Regions from separate parts of the Rattus norvegicus genome. Here region 2 is linked to region 1. The links are chromatin contacts, called in public Hi-C maps. All regions are on one chromosome and are shown on one strand. Each heading gives the region's core, a stretch centred on a gene start, on an enhancer-like site or on the middle of the called end of the contact. The rest is flanking DNA. Distances are from core to core; before and after follow the strand shown.

Region 1 (4,174 bases), core at 516-3,015:
CAGACATAGGAGGAGCCCTGGGGGTTGCTGACAAATAGTCTAGGCTAACCATCAAGTTCCAGATTCAGTAAGGGGCCCTGTCATAAAAGGAAACACCCCCCCCCAATAAAACCAGCACCTAAGGTGGAAAATGAGGAAGATACTGAACAACAGTTTCTGACTTCCACATGCATATGCTTGTATGTATACAATTACCTGGACACACATATATACACATGTAAACATGTAAACACATTTATGTCACCCACTCAAAGACACATCTGTACAAAACATAATAAAAGAGGTATTTATGTCTAGATCCAGGCCAAATTATGAGAGGCATGCTAGAAACAATCAGGACTATGGATTGAAGAATATGGAAAAAGTCAGGAATACGGAAGATGAAGAGTGCTCTATTAGACAGTAAAGAAACCACTGCGATCAAACCAAAGCAAACCGGGACTTCATTTCCAGCAAATGGAAGGATAAAACATACACTGACTCAGTTGGGTGACTTAAATTGGCCTTCAGGCTGCAGAACTTGAAAATAAAAGGAGGCAGAATCCAGTTTTTTACATATGAGCAACGTTTTTCTTTCTTGTCTGGATTTGGTTGTTTATGCCTATGATCCCAGCACTGGGACAGTGGAGACAGATAGATGGGAGACAGAATTGCTGGGCTTCATAGTAAGTCCCAGGCCAGCCCGGGACACAGAGTGAGAACCTGTTTGAAGAAACAGACAGACAGACAGACAGACAAAACACTGTGGAAAATCTTATCATCATATACTGTACATGAATTTTGATGTTGCCATATGTGCATAGAAAGTACCCTAAGCATGGCTCAGTGTCCTCACTAATCCTTTCTCCCCATCCCTAGACCAACTCTTTTTCTTGAGAAATGATCTGGTTCTATAGCCCTAGTTGACCTTGACATCGCCATCCTTCTGCCTCAGACTCTAGAGTACTGGGACTGTAGGCATGGAACACACACCCAGCTTCCCACATCTTCTCTTTCCTAATTTAAGGAGCAGCAATAGAAGAGCAGGAGATTTCTTTTTCTTTCATGGTTAGACGAATCCCCGCCTTCCTCCATCTGATTTTGTTTAGAGACGGGTTGTATTTTCTTGGCTTTGGATGCAGTAGTACAAAGACGCCCTTGGAATAAAGGAAAACTTAGTCTTCGGTAATAAAATTCCTGGCTTAAAATATGCCACCATGGCTGGCTTATCTGTTATTTTAAATGGATCATGGTGCTTAAATATTCTAGCCGCTAAATGAGACAGGTGTCTGCAGATCCTCAGAACAGCCGTATAAAAATAGATCTTGAACTGGAATGTGTCTGTGGTACCCAGAGGCAATCACCATAACAACTGGTGTGAATGGATACGAGAGAGCTCTCTCTAACTTGGCTCTCTAACAAAGGTTCCATTGTTTGGATTGACTCTGAGATTAGAGTCTAGCATTCTAAAATTCATGAGATATCCTCTCTCTTTCTCCCTCCCTCTTCCTCCCTCCCCTTTCCCCTCAGGCAAGGTCCAACTATGGCTAACTTGAGTTTTTCCTGTCTAGGGTTAGAGTGTGCACTACCATGCCCAGTTTACCACAGGGGAACTCTTTCAGCCTGCGGTAAAGAGGGCAAGACAAAAGATCGTGTACCAAGGGATGTACATTTAGTGTCTTTTCTATCAACTCAATGTAATTGACGTGATGAAATTAATTTATTTAACATCAATACGGGTGATGGGTGTTAAGAAGTAAAAGGTGAGTATAAGGGAGCTGGTGAAGACAAGGATGGGATTTACAAGGTTTGTGGGGAGCCGATGGTGATATGAAGACAAAAAGGGGGGGAAAGTTGTTTGGCACCATCACCGAATCCTGAAGCATCCATCATCCTCTGCGATCACCACAGAGAACCAATAAAGCACTACTCGCCTAGTTTTATAGGTGAGAAAGATGCTTCTAAAGGCTTCCCAAGACAAGATAGTTATTAGCTGAACCACTTCCAGAGGCTTGCTTTTCACCACTGTGTTTTGTTTCGTTTCGTTTCTGTCAATCATGGAGTTGTTGGCTTTTTTGAAATACTCTAGAGGCTGGGTGGTGGTAGGACAAACCTTTAATCCCAGCTCTCGGGAGGTGGAGGCGGAGGTGGAGGCGGAGGTGGAGGCGGGGGCGGAGGCGGGGGCGGGGGCGGGGGCGGAGGCGGAGGCGGAGGCGGAGGCGGAGGCGGGGGCGGGGGCGGGGGCGGGGGCGGAGCCGGGGGCGGAGGCGGGGGCGGGTCTTTGACTTCAAAGCTGGCCTGGTCTACTGAGTGAGTTCCAGGACATCCAGGGCTACTGGAAACAGAGAAACCCTGTCTGGAAAAAATAAAATGAAATAAAAACACATAGAACTATAAATACCCTTACATGGGCCATCTGTTGTTATTAGTTTCAGAGAAGTGTGGTTGTAATTGCTGTTAAAAGATATGCTAGATCGTAAAATTATATATAAAGATTTAGACATTGTTTTGTTTAGAGAACACGGTGTCAAAAATAATTAAATCAAAGGATGAAACCTTAGTCTTAGTAAAATTCACTTTGAAGGTGTGAACTGGGGAGGAGGGCAGGAAGCGGCATAGACTGAAGGGGAGATAATGCAGCATCCGTGAAGTAAACAATGCAGTGGAGAAAGAGAATGAAGGACAGCAACAGGACTAATGACCACATCATTGGAAACCGCAGATACAAGGAAGAGACCAGCAATGCAGGGTGTATCGCAATGCAGATAGGGGGATGTTTAAGCTGCAGACAGGAATTGGTACACAGCCTCTACTATTGGCGCTACAAATAAGAAGCAGATAAATAACCACGGACCTAGAAGGGACCAACCACTCACGGACAATACATGCTGCCTTTAAGCTTGACATCATCTGTTGCGGAAAAAGCCATGAGCCAAAGAACAGAATTCTGCTGACTGAGTTGTGTTAAGAACTGTAGTGGAATGTACTCAGGGTCTGGGTAAGAAGGTGTCTCTCTGTGACTCAGTGAAGGAAAAGCGTTATAAACTAGAAGATTAGACTCTATTCGTAAGGAAGATGGGAGGAATCTCACAATCACCTAAAGGAGATTGTGAGAGCTGAAAAGTCTGGAGAAAGAAAAGTGACACAGGAAACCAACAGCCAAAGGTTAGATTTCCACATCCTCCAAGAAAGAAGCCCTGTGGGTAGAAAGGGTGTTCAGCATGCACAGTAAAGATACAATATTCTGTACAACAATATAAGCTAATTGAAAGATGTTGATGAGTCTTGGATCCTTTTGAGAATCTGATGAAAGCTATCTATACTTCTTCCCCCTAAAATTTTATGTTATAATTTTGGAGAATATTCAGATGCCCTGAAGCAAACCAATGGCTCTCTCGAGCAGCCTTTTGTCATCTCCTCAAACAGCTTTATTAGTTTATATTCCATAAGAGGCTCATATTTTATATCCATAACTTATGAATTTTTGTATATTTACTGATTTACACCACCACCACCACCACCACCACCACCACCACCACCACCACCACCACCTCCACCACCACCTAATTTTAGAACATTTCCATTGCCCTAAAAAGAAATCCTAAGTCTATCAACAGTCAGCATCTATTAATATCCCCTGCCTATGTGCAGGGAGTTATTCCTCTCTCTGTCCCTTTATATTTGTAGGACTTCATTTCCAAGACCATTTGCACCATAACAGAATATACTAACAGCCAATTCTTGGGTGTACACAAAGCCATAAGAGAAGTTTACAGAGCATTACTCTTGCCTTTTGAAATGCCCTTGTACCTATTGCATTCCATCACAAAACTTAATGTTGTAACCAGCTGAGGACTTGTAATCTCGGATTGAAAAATGCTATCCTCGAGGTCTACCAAATCAAACCAGCTTGAATCTCAAGTGGGTAACAGAAAGCAGTCCAGGGATCTAACTATCCTAAGACAAATGCCCAGTGGTTGCAGAGGCAGAATTAGAAATTAGCTATCTTTTGTCCGACGACACATCATTATTTTACTTCCTATTTCTATAGCCTAAAAAAAAAGCACGAAAATGTGTTTATAAGAAGTCACAAAAGTTTACTAAGTGACCAGGAGGAAACCAATTTACTGTGTTATTAGCTCTCCATATACTTTTGAGCATTTAACAAGATCATTGCGAATCCCATCGCCTGTCA
Region 2 (4,338 bases), core at 916-3,415, 55 kb before region 1:
GTGGTACCGACTCTGAAGTCACAGAATTCCATTATGGACTCGCTGAGGCAGATGTCAAGTAATTCAGCTCATAAAAGTTAAATATTAATCAGATCTCAAAAGCATCAATGTTATCTTCAAATAATTATCTGAACCCGGAGGAAATAAAAGCCTTATGAGGCCATAAAAAAACAGAATTAGTAAAGTCAATAAGAGTACATGAGAACGGTTCTCTATTTACAAAGTAGAAGGGCTTTTACAGGGACCCCAGATTATGTCTCTGGACATCCCTGAGGGGTAAAATAAAATCCCTGTGTTTCATTTTTTCTCTAGACTCAAAGATTCACCACTGTCAGTTTTTGTTATGTTTTGTTTTTTTAAATTCGGCCCTCTTTCAAAGATTTATTTTATGTGTATGAATGTTTTGCCTGCATTCCTCCTGGATGTATATACCATATGCATGCATGCTTCGTGCCTGTCAAACTGCAAGCGGAGTTACAGATGGTGGTCGTGAGCCTCCTTGTGAGGGCTGGGAACAGAACCCTCCTGGTCCCCTACGCAACAAGTGCTCTTCTGAAACATCTTTCTACAACCCCCACCCTCCATACATGCCTCTTTGCAAAAAGTTTACAAACAAACAAAAACAACAAGATTTGGGATTTCCCACCCCAGGGCTGGGAAGCAGAAGCTGATGGATCTCTGTGAGTTCCCAGCCTGGTCTACACAGCAAGTTCTAGGACAGCCTGGGCTACATAGGAAGACCCTGTCTTCAAAGAAAGATTTCTATAGCCCTCTGCATATTTAGGATTGCAAAAACTGAGCTTTAATAATTAATAGACTACAAACACATGCTATTAGAGCTTTCCTTCAAACACCAACCTTTCCACTCAGGACCTCTAATGGATATACAGAAGCCATACACTACAATCTAAAAAGGACCCAGATGGTAGGCAGTAGGTTCTCTCCACCCTGTCTCAACAGAGCCTTTTCTAAACTTCTTCCACACTCTCTTCGCTGGTCCCTAACATGTGTAACCCAGCGAGGTGGCACTGGGTGCAAAAGACAGTGTATACAAGATATATAACTGATTGGGAGAGGCCGCTAAGTGCTGCCTCCGCTGTATCACATAACCGGCCAAACCCGCTGCAAACTTTTGAAGGATTAAGTTACATTCCGCTGCAATTCCACACTTGACAGCTGAATCCAGAGATGCCAGCGAGTCGTTCCTTGGGTCTTGCGCTGCCACCTCACCAAGGGAGAGTCAGCGGCTGCATCCTGAGGCCAGCACGCGCCAGGGCATGGGGAGGGAGGAAGGTCTGGGCGAGCTCACCTTTTCCAGCTCATCGTGGAGCTCTGCCAGGCTGGGCCGGAGCAGCTTCTCGCCCAGCTGCGCGGCCGTGTGCCGGTAGTGGTCGATCCTGGGCACCGCGTCCATGGTGTTGTGGCCGAAGGTGCGCAGGTAGTAGGTGTTGGTGTGGGTGTCATAGTAGTACTGCTGGTGGTGTCCACTGCCACCACCCGAGTGCAGGCTGCTGCCCTCGCTCAGCACCGTGTCCCCGCCGTTCTGGAAGCTCACGTTGGGCCCGTCGCCACCGACCCCCGCCGCATCCGACAGGCTGTCGTCCGCCGACGAGGAGGCAGCCGGGTCCACGAAGTTCACGCGGAAGCGGCCCTTGGCTTCCTCGCTGCCCTTGGCCACGCCGCTCTCAGTGCCGGCTTTCCCAGCCGCGGGGGTCTCCTTGCCCGCTGCCCCGGCAGCCGCCGCAGCCGCCGCTGCAGCTGCAGCAGCCGCGGCCCGCCCGGCGTTCTCGGAAACCGGGTCCACCTGGAAGCGGCTCTGGCTGGGGGTGGGCCCCAGAGGTTTGCCCAGCCCATCGCCAGCGGCCGGGGTTCCCTCTCCGCGCACCCCGCCGCCGGCCTGGCTCCCAGCGGTAGCATCCTCTCGACCGGAGAGTACGGCCGTGCCGGGCAGGTCCACCCCGGCGGCAGTCAGCGGCGCGTCCCCATCCCGGGCGGGCCGCGGGGCGCCAGACGAGGGCGCCGCGGGCCCGGGCTCCATCGCCGCCCGACGCTCGGGGACCTGCGGAGCGGGCGGGTGGACGCTGCGTACAGCGCGGCTCGGGTCCCTGGCCGGCGCTCCCACTAAGGAGCCGGGGGAGAGAGAGTCGCAGCGCCGCTGCCTCACACCCGCGGCACGCTCGCCGCCAGCCGCCAAGTGCCCGCGAGCGCGGCCGGCCCCGCGGTTTAAAGGCGCGGCGGGGCCGCGGCGCTCGGTGCAGCACGCGGGAGGCGGGGCCGCTCAGCCCGCCCCTCAGCCCGCCCCGAGCCCTGCGCTGGCCAGCCTCGCGCGCCGACCCTGGAGAGCGCCGGCCTCCGCACCGCAGCGAGCAGGCGCGGCCGCACGCGTCTCCGCGCAGACCTGCGCGCCGCCGCCCCTTCCGCCGCCGCGGTCCGCTCCGCGTCCTCCCTCCGTCCTCCCGCCCGCCGGCAGCCCCGGCTCCCGCACCGGCTGTCGCGGATGCTCTCCCGGCTGCACGGACCCTGTGGACTCCTCTCGCTTCTTTTTTTTTTTCCTTTCCCCCTTTTTTTTTAAGTTCTAAACTCGCAGTACTTGGGGCGAGCCGGCGAGATCTCGCGAGATGCTGCGGGGCCTGTGGGCGGTTTCCCTTAGGGCGCGTGGTACCCAGGCCCGCGGCGCTCTGGCTGCGGGTGATGCTGGGGGCTTTCCTGTTGGGCCCGCGCGCGCTTCCGGAGGCGCTGGCCACGCTCGCTCCCGGCGAGCCCGGCGCGCACCCTGACCGGGCGCCCAGCTCTACCGCTCCGTGCCCGCGTTTTAGATTTCCATAACCAAAGAGTAATTCCAGCCGCGATGCCGGTGGGTGTGTCAACACTTGGGTGACACCTTTATTTCAAAAGCTGGTAAAAAAAAAAAAAAACGGTGAGGAGGGAACCTCATTTCGACGTTTGATGACATTTTTAACTTCAGTGTTAGGAAACGCAGTTCTTAGAATACAGGGACCGCAGCAGCCAGTGTTAACAATTGCTAGTTTTCCTTTTTGCTGTGGTCCTGAAGAACTCCCTCAGATTTTAACACAAAAAGCCACTCCTGCTCTGCGGGCTTGTTTTCGCTGGAAATAGAGGAACACCTGTTTTCCAACTTAGTATCAGTATCCCCCTTTATCAGCCTCACCAAACCTAAGTGAAAGTGAGTGACCCCAAGTAGTTTCCTCTGATCATTGCCTGTTATGCCTGCGTTCACTCTATGTTTAAAGAATAGTTGGAATAAACACCACTTGTTGTTGACTACTTTAAGCAAGATCAAAGAGCCTGGAATTGCAGAAATAAAAGGTGTTGGGGGGAGGCGGGGCAGCCAGTTCACCGGAGATCTTAATCACCCTTGATAATTTATCAGCTATATTTTCTGTATTTTAAAGATGGAGATGGAAAAGAACAGATATTGGGTCATTCAGCCAAGGCTTCTAATACACCCCTCCCTGACTCTTCCCCACCTTGAACTTTCCCAATATTAACAGAAAATCAGGAGAAGCCAGGGGAAAAAAGGATGTGTGCTTTTAAAGCTGTGTGCTTTTCTACTAGGGAACTGCTGTGTTAGTCACAGATCTCTGTATTGTGTGCCTTTCAGCATACAGCTCATCTGTGGCTGTGAGAATTCAACATTAATTTACCTAGCAAATGTCGGAACACCTGCTATGAGCTCCCCTGTGTCCTGAGAATGGATAAACTAAAGAGATCTGTCAGAAGCAGATGCTAAGGGTGGGGGTGGGGTTGTGTGAGACTGGAATGGTAGATCTTCCTTAGGATGGCATCACTGAGGTGACCAACCGTTGAGCGAGAGAGTACATTATGCAAATATGTTGAAACAATCTATTGTAAGTAGAGAAAGCAGAAGCACCATCATGGGAGCAGGCCTGGTGTGGAAGTGCATGCAAGGCATTTGGACTGGTTCTTCTCAAGACATGAAAAGAGTCGAGGGCCAGAAAGTCAGAGTTTGAGGATGTGGGAGATGTGTCAAGTCTCTTGCTGGGGCTTTTACTTTGTGTGGAATGATAGTTCAGGCTTCCTCGGTAAACTAGTATAGACCAGATGACTTAGGCAACAGAAAATAACAGTTCCGCATCTCTGAATCCAGGGCACTGGAAGGCTTAGGCGCAGGTGAGGACTCTGCTTACAGACAGCTTCCTTACCAGTGTGGCCTTCCACAGGGGCGCCACCACTCTGCTGCTTCTTTGACTCCTCATAAAGGCACGGTTGAGCTGACCCCTGTTTTATCCCTATGAGCTCACTTGGCCTTGAAGTGACCGTTGAAAAACCTTCTTTCTAATTCAATCAAACAGAGGT

The links. Hi-C and Micro-C count contacts between places; a contact is called where the count stands out from the background.
Region 2: a Hi-C map of the A7r5 cell line shows a contact between it and region 1, with 2.3 times the contacts expected there. The contact joins the promoter of Slc12a2 here to the enhancer-like site in region 1. A contact is called at or near these places in 3 of 12 Hi-C or Micro-C datasets (the A7r5 cell line, Schwann cells and frontal cortex).

The regions. Positions count from the first base shown.
Region 1 is chr18:53,489,007-53,493,180 of GRCr8, reverse strand. No RefSeq gene overlaps it. Among named protein-coding and RNA genes, the nearest start is that of Slc12a2, 55 kb to the left of the region's middle. Within about 2 kb of position 1,765, at least 34 of the 93 cell types and tissues checked have an H3K27ac peak or open chromatin away from gene starts, as enhancers often do.
Region 2 is chr18:53,544,160-53,548,497 of GRCr8, reverse strand. Slc12a2 (solute carrier family 12 member 2) reads right to left here and starts at 2,165. Exons shown (of 27, transcript NM_031798.2): 1 at 1,310-2,165. The coding sequence starts at 2,038.